2 separate regions of the Sus scrofa genome follow, and region 2 is linked to region 1. A link is a contact called in public Hi-C data. All regions are on one chromosome and are shown on one strand. The core of a region is the stretch at or near the end of the contact, and the rest is flanking DNA. Distances in the headings are between cores, read along the strand shown. Region 1 overlaps HHAT (protein-cysteine N-palmitoyltransferase HHAT). Region 2 overlaps HHAT (protein-cysteine N-palmitoyltransferase HHAT).

Region 1 (4,117 bases), core at 124-2,623:
CTATTTTCCCCCAGTTGTCACTTCCTTTCCGTGAAATTTCAAAACCACAGATACACTGTCTGTTCATGGGCTGTGTGCACACTTGTGCTTTATGCATAACGAGTAAAGTTTTCTCGTCTTCAAGAAGCAGATCCCCCTCCCTTGGAGTAGATGCAGCTCCTGTAGCAATTTGAGATGTAGATTAACTCTGTTCTTGACCAGATACTCCTCCCTCGTTCCGAATTTCCTCCATTCTCAGCTCCTATTTTGTACCCACCACCATCAGAAATCTACGTAGGTTTTAGGCTCTAGATGTCCCTCTGTTTAACTTCCTTGTCCCCTTGACTTAAGGCTCTTCTCTGTTCGGAGGCCACATTCAGGGTGGCTGAGAGCCCTTGGCCAACTCCCAGCTTGGTCACTTTCACAGTCTGCAATCTTAAGCACGTTAGTTAATATCTGGGAGGCTTTCTCCTTCCTTGGATGGTACCCCTTGCTTCTTGGATAGTGATGAGGGTCTGTCTGATGGTTTTGCTGTGACTGCCAAGTCAGAGGTGGCTGCTGCTGTGGTCTGTGTGCACTCCTGGGAGCGATTCCCTCTATGGTGTTTAAGAAAGGAGGTGACTGCCTGAGACCCTGAAACCCCGGAGGGCGGAGGCTGTCTGATGAGTCATATCAGCTTTCTTCTCATGCATGTCTTTCTCTGACCCTGTTTCAGTCTTGCGCTGGGTTGTGGGAGAAAGGATGGGGGGCACACAGCCCCTTCCCCTCAAGATGCTGAGTGAGAAGTGGCAGAGGAAGCGCACTCCTGACCGGGATCCTGAGCCTGCCGATGCTGGGTTGGGTGCCTGGAAGGGGTGGGCCACGTCTGCCTTGGGGGTGTCAGGGAAGGCCCCCGAGGAGGTGGCTTTTGAGCTGCAGCTGGAAGTGAGTGGAGTCATTGGCTTATTTCAGCCTCCTGCATCTTGTCACCAGGCCTGGGTGGACAGGTGGACTTGGCTTTTTATCTGCAGAAGCACATCTTACCCAAAGTCTGTAGGAGGTTTTGTTTGTGTTTTTCTTGCAGTGAGGCAGAGCTCATCCTGAGTCATGTGTGTGTGTGTGTGTGTGTGTGTCTCCTGTCCCTTTGCGGCCACAGGTTTGATTTGTGCCAGTGGGTGGGCAGGGTCCTGGCCAGGCGGGGGCACAGTGCTTTCTTTGTGAGTCCCCGTGGTTCTTATGTAAGTAGAACCACAGCTTTGGCCCCATTCGCTCCATGCTTTCACCGCCTGGACTGAGTGGTCCAGATGGCCTTAACTGGGGTGGATGCTTTTGGCACTTACCCAGAGTGGAAGGTTGGGGCTGCAGTTGTCTCTGATCCCCTGTCCTCAGGGGCCTCATGCACCATGGACCGTGCTGTGCAAGGGCAGAGGCGTCATCACTTCTTGCTCTTAGAGCCCTTCTCCCCAGAAGGATGCGTCCTCTCTCATCTGATATCTAATCCTGTCTCTACCTTTGCTGGCCCTGCCTCCTCCCAGAGAGAGGCAAAGAATGGGTTATTTTCAAAAGTGTGATTTTCTTTTTCTTCGGTGTTGGCTCCCCCCCCCCCACATAAAGTAATAAAACTTTCCACTGAGCTCCTTGGCCAAGGTCAAACGCCTTTTCTCTGGGCAGGGCTCTCTCTGGGTTTTGGCAGGACCGCAGCAGGGGCAGCGCCCTGGAAGGGGGTGCCGAGCACTGGCCCTGAGCTCTGGCCCCGGGTTTGTTATGACTGGAGCGCATGTGGGGTGCGTCAGACAGGGGCCTCCTTTCTTGAATGCCCTCACCACCTGAGACCTTGTGTTCTCTGCCCTCAGAACTAAAAATTCCCCTGTGTGAGCGTTGTGCGAGGACTGGTTTGGGGGTGGGGGCGGCTGCGGCTGGGTCCGTTTTCACAGAACTTCTGATGGGGAGCCCCCACAGCCTTAGCCCTGGGCCCCAAACGGCTGAGCTCATCAGGCCACAGGACTGAAACAACGTCATCCCGTGGCTGAGATGAGTAAACTAACCTCTGGCAGGCTGTGATGAGCAGGCGCTCCCTTCCAGCGTGTTATCGAAACCACACACCTAATAGGAATCTCATGCACTAATGGATTTCCTGGAACCAGCAAATCTTCCACCTCCATCAGTGCTTATTCTAAGGAGGGGCTGACATTTGCTTTGTTTGGGCCTCCTGGCCTTTGCTTCCAGGAAAACAGGCTAGAATGCAGTTGCCTGGCCTCGGGGATGGCTTCGTTTTTGTTTTTCCCATTTGTGTGGGGTTAGGTATGTATACGTTTTCCAGTAGCAGCTGCAGTCGATTATGTAGTATGTAATAACGTATGCCATGTCTAAGGATTATTGATTGACTCCTTTTATTTATTTCTCAAACAATGCCCCCACGGAGTGGTTTCTGGGCAGATGTGCAAAAAAGAATTAACACACAGCAGAGTCGGGTCCAGTTGCCAACAGGAGTCTTCGCCCCGGCTCGACGCGTTGGTTCCTTCCTACGAGGCCGGTGAAGGCAGGTGTGTCCTGTTATCACTCAGCGCCCGCTGCACAGACCGCACCAAAGTGTGAGCGGGGCATTGCCAGCCAGCGGTGCCTGTGGCTGGGGGCGGCCCCCTCGGAGGAAGATTGGAAGACGATAGATTTGCAGAAGAAAGGGCGAGTCCCAGTCTTTCCTCCAGGGTGTTAATTTATGTTGGCCTTTGAAATATACCGGCTGGATGTGTTGAGCTCTCGGAAGGCTTCCTGGGGTGATGGCAGTCAGGCTGTAGCCCAGAGTCTGCTTTCATAAGTGGGTGCCGCTGGCCTGTCAGGTGTGCACCATTTGAGGCTTTCCCCCCAACCCAAGATTTCTGAGACCCCTGTGAGTGGGAAACGGGTGGTAGGCAGTGAGATGTGAAATAACCCCCGTCTAGCCTACCTGCCCTGGCTGAGGGTCTTTGTTAATAAGGGGTGAAGTGGTCCGTGTAGAGACTTCGGAGAACAGCAGGTTTTCACAGTAGAGACGAAAAAGCCCCACATTTTGTTTTTTTGTTTTTTTTTTTTTGTTTTTTGTCTTTTTGCTATTTCTTTGGGCCGCTCCCGCGGCATATGGAGGTTCCCAGGCTAGGGGTCGAATCGGAGCTGTAGCCACCGGCCTACGCCAGAGCCACTGCAACGCGGGATCCGAGCCGCGTCTGCAGCCTACACCACAGCTCACGGCAACACCGGATCGTTAACCCACTGAGCAGGGGTAGGGACCGAACCCGCAACCTCATGGTTCCTAGTCGGATTCGTTAACCACTGTGCCACGACGGGAACTCCTTTTTTTAATTTTTATTTTATTTTATTTTATTTTTTTTAAGCCCCACATTTTGGTACTAATTTCTCATTCTTGGTCATAACTGCCAGGGGAAGCCTATCCCATCCATCTACCCATCCATCCAAATGCCTCTCCAACTATTCTAACCATTCATGTATCCAGTATGCTGGGCACCATGTTCGATTCTGGGCTTTGCATTATTATATTTATGAACAAGACAGAATGTTAGTCTGTTAAGGGAGCCCATCAAAAAGAGAGTCAGTTATGCCCCATTTTTTTTTTTTTAAGGGCTGCGCCCATATATATATATATGACCGAGTCACTTTGCTGTACAGCAGAAACTGGCACATTGTAACTCAACTATAGTTTAATGAAAAATTTGAGAAAAATGAGCATTGTGAATGCAAATTGAGGCCACAGTGTTGTATAATGGATATCATCATACAACTCAGAATGGTTCAGATAAAAAATGGTAACACAACCAAATGCTGGCGAGCATGTGATATGTGACCAAAACTGTATTTGCTCAGATTGCACTGAGAAAAGTCTTGAAAACCCTTCTAGCAATAAAGCCAAAGTGTCATTTTGGAGTTAAACATAACACTGTTTGTTTTTATTATTATTGCTATTTTGTCTTTTTGCTCTTTCTTTGGGCCGCTCCTGCGGCATATGGAGGTTCCCAGGCCAGGGGTTGAATCGGAGCTGTAGCCACCGGCCTACGCCAGAGCCACAGCAACGCGGGATCCGAGCCGCGTCTGCAACCTACACCACAGCTCACGGCAATGCCGGATCATTAACCCACTGAGCAAGGGCAGGGACCGAACCCGCAACCTC
Region 2 (4,053 bases), core at 1,253-3,752, 39 kb before region 1:
TGCTTTGGTGTCGCTTGGTCTGTTTCTTAACCACCTTTTCATTCCCTGAGTGGAAACTGGGACAGAGGAGAGAAGGAGCCCACATACTTCATGAATCTCTTGGGAACGGAGTTCCCGCTGTGGTGCAGTGGGATCAGCAGCGTCTCTGGAGCACTGGGACGCAGGTTCCATCCCCAGCCAGTGGCGTCAGTGGGTTCAGGAGCCAGCATGGCCATAGCTGCAGCATAGGTCGCTACAGGGTGGCCAAAAACCAAACGAAACCAAACCAAAAAAACGAGCCTCTTCTCTTATTAGGGTCGCCCCAGTGGCACATGGAATTTCCCAGGCTAGGGGTTGAATCGCAGCTACTGGCCTGCACCACAGCCACAGCAACACCGGATCTGAGCGGCATCTGTGATCTACGCTGCAGCTTGCAGTAATGCTGGATGGTTAACCCATTGAGTGAAGCCAGGGATCGAACCCGCATCCTCATGGATACTCTGTCAGGTTCTTAACCTGCTGAGCGACAGTGGGAACTCCTCCACCTGCGTGTTTGAGAACTGCTTACAATTAAATTCTCCTGTCTTTAGAAGCCCATCATTTCTGCCCCTCCCCCCGCCTCATTTACTACCAGTCTGCAGCACCCACCGGCTTCCTGGAGAAATAAAGGATGCAGAGGATCTGGTTGGAATTTTTCAACTGCATAGAAGCGGCAGGACAGTCAGGCCCCAGCTGGGTGCACTAGTCTCCCCGCAGAGGCTCCAGTCAGAGGAGTGTGTGTGTGCTTGTGTGTATTTCCCTCCCCTTCCTGATTATGGCTCTCCAATTCCCCTACCTCACCCCGTAATTGATATCCCATCAAAGGGATAAGTTAGTTGGAGGTTTTAAGTGAAAGGTTTACCACCACAGCTCACTGGTGATGATTGAAGTGCAAATCCTCTCACTCAGTAGGGTGAATGGGGCTTTGATGCGTCCTTTAGTTGGGTGGTGGTGGGGGGAGCATGGGGTAGAATCCCCCGGACTTAGTACTGAGGGCTCTTCAGCAGATATTGCTTCAGTTCTCCACGCCACAGTTTTGGGAAACGTTTTTTTTTGTTTTTCGTTTTTTTTTTCTCCCCCCACACCTGGGGCATGCAGAAGTTCCTGGGCCAGGGATTGAACCTGCGGTGCAGCATCCACCTGAGCCACAGTGGTGACAGTGCTGGATACTTAACCCGCTGAGCCACACGGGAACTCCCTCAAAACAGTCTTGAGAGTGATTACTAAAAGCATCATGATTGGATTTGAGTTGAAATTTTTCAAATGATTTGTATTTTTTCCATTATAGTTGATGTACAGTGTCCTGTCAATTTCTGCTGTAGAGCAAAGCGACCCAGTCACACATACATATATACATTCTTTTTCTCACACTATCCTCTGTCATGCTCCATCACAGGTGACTCGATACAGTTCCCTGTGCTGTGCAGCAGGAGCTCATTGCTTATCCACTCCAGATGCAATAGTTTGCATCTACTAACCCCAAACTCCCCCTCCCTTCCCCTTCCCCTCCTTCCCTTGGTGAGGGAGGATTTTGGTCTAGAGCGATCCTGTCTGTTGCTGTAACCACACGAGGAGCTCTTGAGATGTGGCTACTTCAAATTGAGATATGCTGTAAGGATAACGTGTCCATGGAATTTGGAAGAATTAGTGAGAAAAGGGGGATATAAAAGAACTCATTAATAATTGTTTAATATTCCATGTTGAAATAATATCTGGATATATTGGGATAAATGAAACATGCTAAAATTAATTTCAGCTTAAATTTTTTTTTTTTTTTTTACTTTTTAAAATGTGGTTAGTAGGAGTTCCTGTTGTGGCTCAGTGGTAATGAACCCCACTAGTATCCATGAGGACACAGGTTCAATCCCTGGCCCCCCTCTGCGGGTTCAAGGATATGGCATTGCCTTGAGCCGTGGTGTAGGTTGAGGCTCGGATCTGGAGTTGCTGTGACTGTGGCACAGGCCAGTGGCTGCAGCTCTGATTTGACCCTGAGCCTGGGACCTTCCATATGCCGCGGGTGTGGCCCTAAAAAGCCAAAAAAAATTGTGGTTACTGGAAACTTTATAATTGTGTCTCAGGTAGTATTTGAATTGGACAGTGCTGGACAGGATTTCATCTTAATTCTTCCGTCTGCATAGGCTTCCTTTTTCCCACTAGAGGGAGATGTGTCCTAACTTGGGTGAGTCTGATGCTTTTTTAGCGGGGAAACTTCACTGCCTTGGAATGTTCTTTTTTAAAAGAAGAGAACTCAGGTTTTTGCCTTGCTCTGCATGTTTCTGATGTGTCTGGATGTTGCGTTTTGTAGGAAAGTGAAGCCAAAACAGAAGAGTCAAGAAAGCAGAGACGTTTTCTACCCTCTTTTTGTTAGGAGCTTTCTGTTTGTGCCCTAATCCCTTGGGACTTGAGTGAGAGAGTGTGTGTGTGTGTGCGCGCGCGCGTGCGTGCGTGCGTGTGCAGCTGTAACAGAAAAGACCAGGACAGTCACACTCTGCCACAGCCCCTCTAGGACCACACCGAGTTCAGTGTGAACCAGCCCCTCCTGGACCACACCGAGTTCAGTGTGAACGTGTCATGGGGTCCTGGGCCCCGGGACTCAGTGCCTCTCCCTTTTCTGTTTTTCCTGGGGGTGGTGTAGGCTGGGGCTGCTGTTGGCGTCTAGTGTGTGTAAGTCTACGCTTGGATCCTACTCAGAAACCAGCGTCATTTCATGATTATGTTTTAGTGACACTGTCTCTTCCTGATTTTCCTTTGATCTTTCGGGGTAGCTCCTTTGTGGTCTTGTGGGGTTTTTTGTACGGGTCTTGGTCTGATAAACACTTTATTTCTCTTTTCTTGCCTGTGCAGCCTGCGCCCTTTCGGGCAATCTCGGCCATCCTGGAGGCTTCAGCACTCCCCTTAACTTATCCTGGGGACTCCTAAGTCTTTACCTCCAGCGCAGGCGCTCTTGAGAGCTCCTTCCATGCCCATCCAGCCACCTGTTAGTCATCACACAGAAACCCCAAACTCGGCCCCACAGCACTCCTTAGCTCCCCTCTCATGGCATTCATCAGCCCTATTGTTATTTTTTATTGTTTGTCTCTCACCCCTGCTGTACAGTAAGTTCCAAGAGGGCAAAAGCCTTGGCCATCAGGTTCTGATTCACTCCTCGAATTTCAGGCGTGCCTGGTTTTTGTTCACCCTTATTTGAGTGAAGATTTTAAAATATTTTTTTTCATTTTAAACCGATAGCTTAATTATAAGCATACACATTGCCGTTTTACCATTCCGTCAATAATCTGCTTGGCGTTCTGCCATCTGTTCTGGGGCGTGGTCTGTGGAGACGTTTTCTTCACCGTCTGTACAGGTGGGGCGATTGCCCTCCTCCCTCCTGTCGTTGTCTGTGCTGGAAGCTTTCTCTTTTGGTCCCTCTCCTCTCGCGACCCTTAGGACAAGTCAAAGGGACATTTCCACCAGCCCCACCGTGTATTTCCAGGAAGGAGCTGAGGTCACACAAATCAAGGAGTGTGACATGTGTCCATGGCTGTAGCTCAGTCCACAGGCAGCTTTTCCAGGGTGTGTTCCAGTTTCTTTTAGCGCCTCTCCTGTTAAACCAAACCCAGTGTGATTTAGATCCGTGACTAATAGACACTGTTTTTCTCGTCAGAACATGAAGAGGAACTGGACCAAGAATTTGACCTGGAGACCGACTCTTTATTCGGAGGATTAAAGAAGGTACAAAGTGGATCAATGATAAACCTTCTCAATTTTCACACCTCGTTTCAATATTTTGCATCTTTGGAGCTGGGCGTCGGCCCAGGTGTGGTACTCAGCAGCCACTGGAGAGGAAGAGCCTCTCCTGTTGTAAGTGGTGTGAGCGTGCCATGTCATGTGCGGTTTCCCATGTTCTTTCTTTACCTTGTCCCACATTCTCCTCTCAAAACACCAGAAGACACCAGGAATCCAGGTCGGTAACCTTAACAGTTCATGCACATTTCACTTTTCCTGACCTACCCACATTGATGGGAATCCAGTGTGGTTCCTGGACACTCCCTATAC

What was found. A called contact is a pair of places that touch in the nucleus more often than the background predicts.
Region 2: a Hi-C map of omental adipose tissue shows a contact between it and region 1, with 2.4 times the contacts expected there. The contact joins two enhancer-like sites. A contact is called at or near these places in 1 of 5 promoter capture datasets (liver), 17 of 47 Hi-C or Micro-C datasets (adipose tissue, brain, embryonic fibroblasts and 10 more) and 1 of 2 datasets of contacts at active chromatin or transcription factors (skeletal muscle).

The regions. Positions count from the first base shown.
Region 1 is chr9:132,593,082-132,597,198 of Sscrofa11.1, reverse strand. The region is part of intron 4 of HHAT (protein-cysteine N-palmitoyltransferase HHAT); the gene reads left to right. Among named protein-coding and RNA genes, the nearest start is that of HHAT, 73 kb to the left of the region's middle. Within about 2 kb of position 1,373, at least 19 of the 83 cell types and tissues checked have an H3K27ac peak or open chromatin away from gene starts, as enhancers often do. A contact at or near this core is called in adipose tissue, mesenteric adipose tissue and omental adipose tissue, where this site is marked.
Region 2 is chr9:132,632,955-132,637,007 of Sscrofa11.1, reverse strand. HHAT (protein-cysteine N-palmitoyltransferase HHAT) reads left to right here. Exons shown (of 13, transcript XM_013979981.2): 3 at 3,662-3,729. Among named protein-coding and RNA genes, the nearest start is that of HHAT, 33 kb to the left of the region's middle. Within about 2 kb of position 2,502, at least 9 of the 83 cell types and tissues checked have an H3K27ac peak or open chromatin away from gene starts, as enhancers often do. A contact at or near this core is called in adipose tissue, mesenteric adipose tissue and omental adipose tissue, where this site is marked.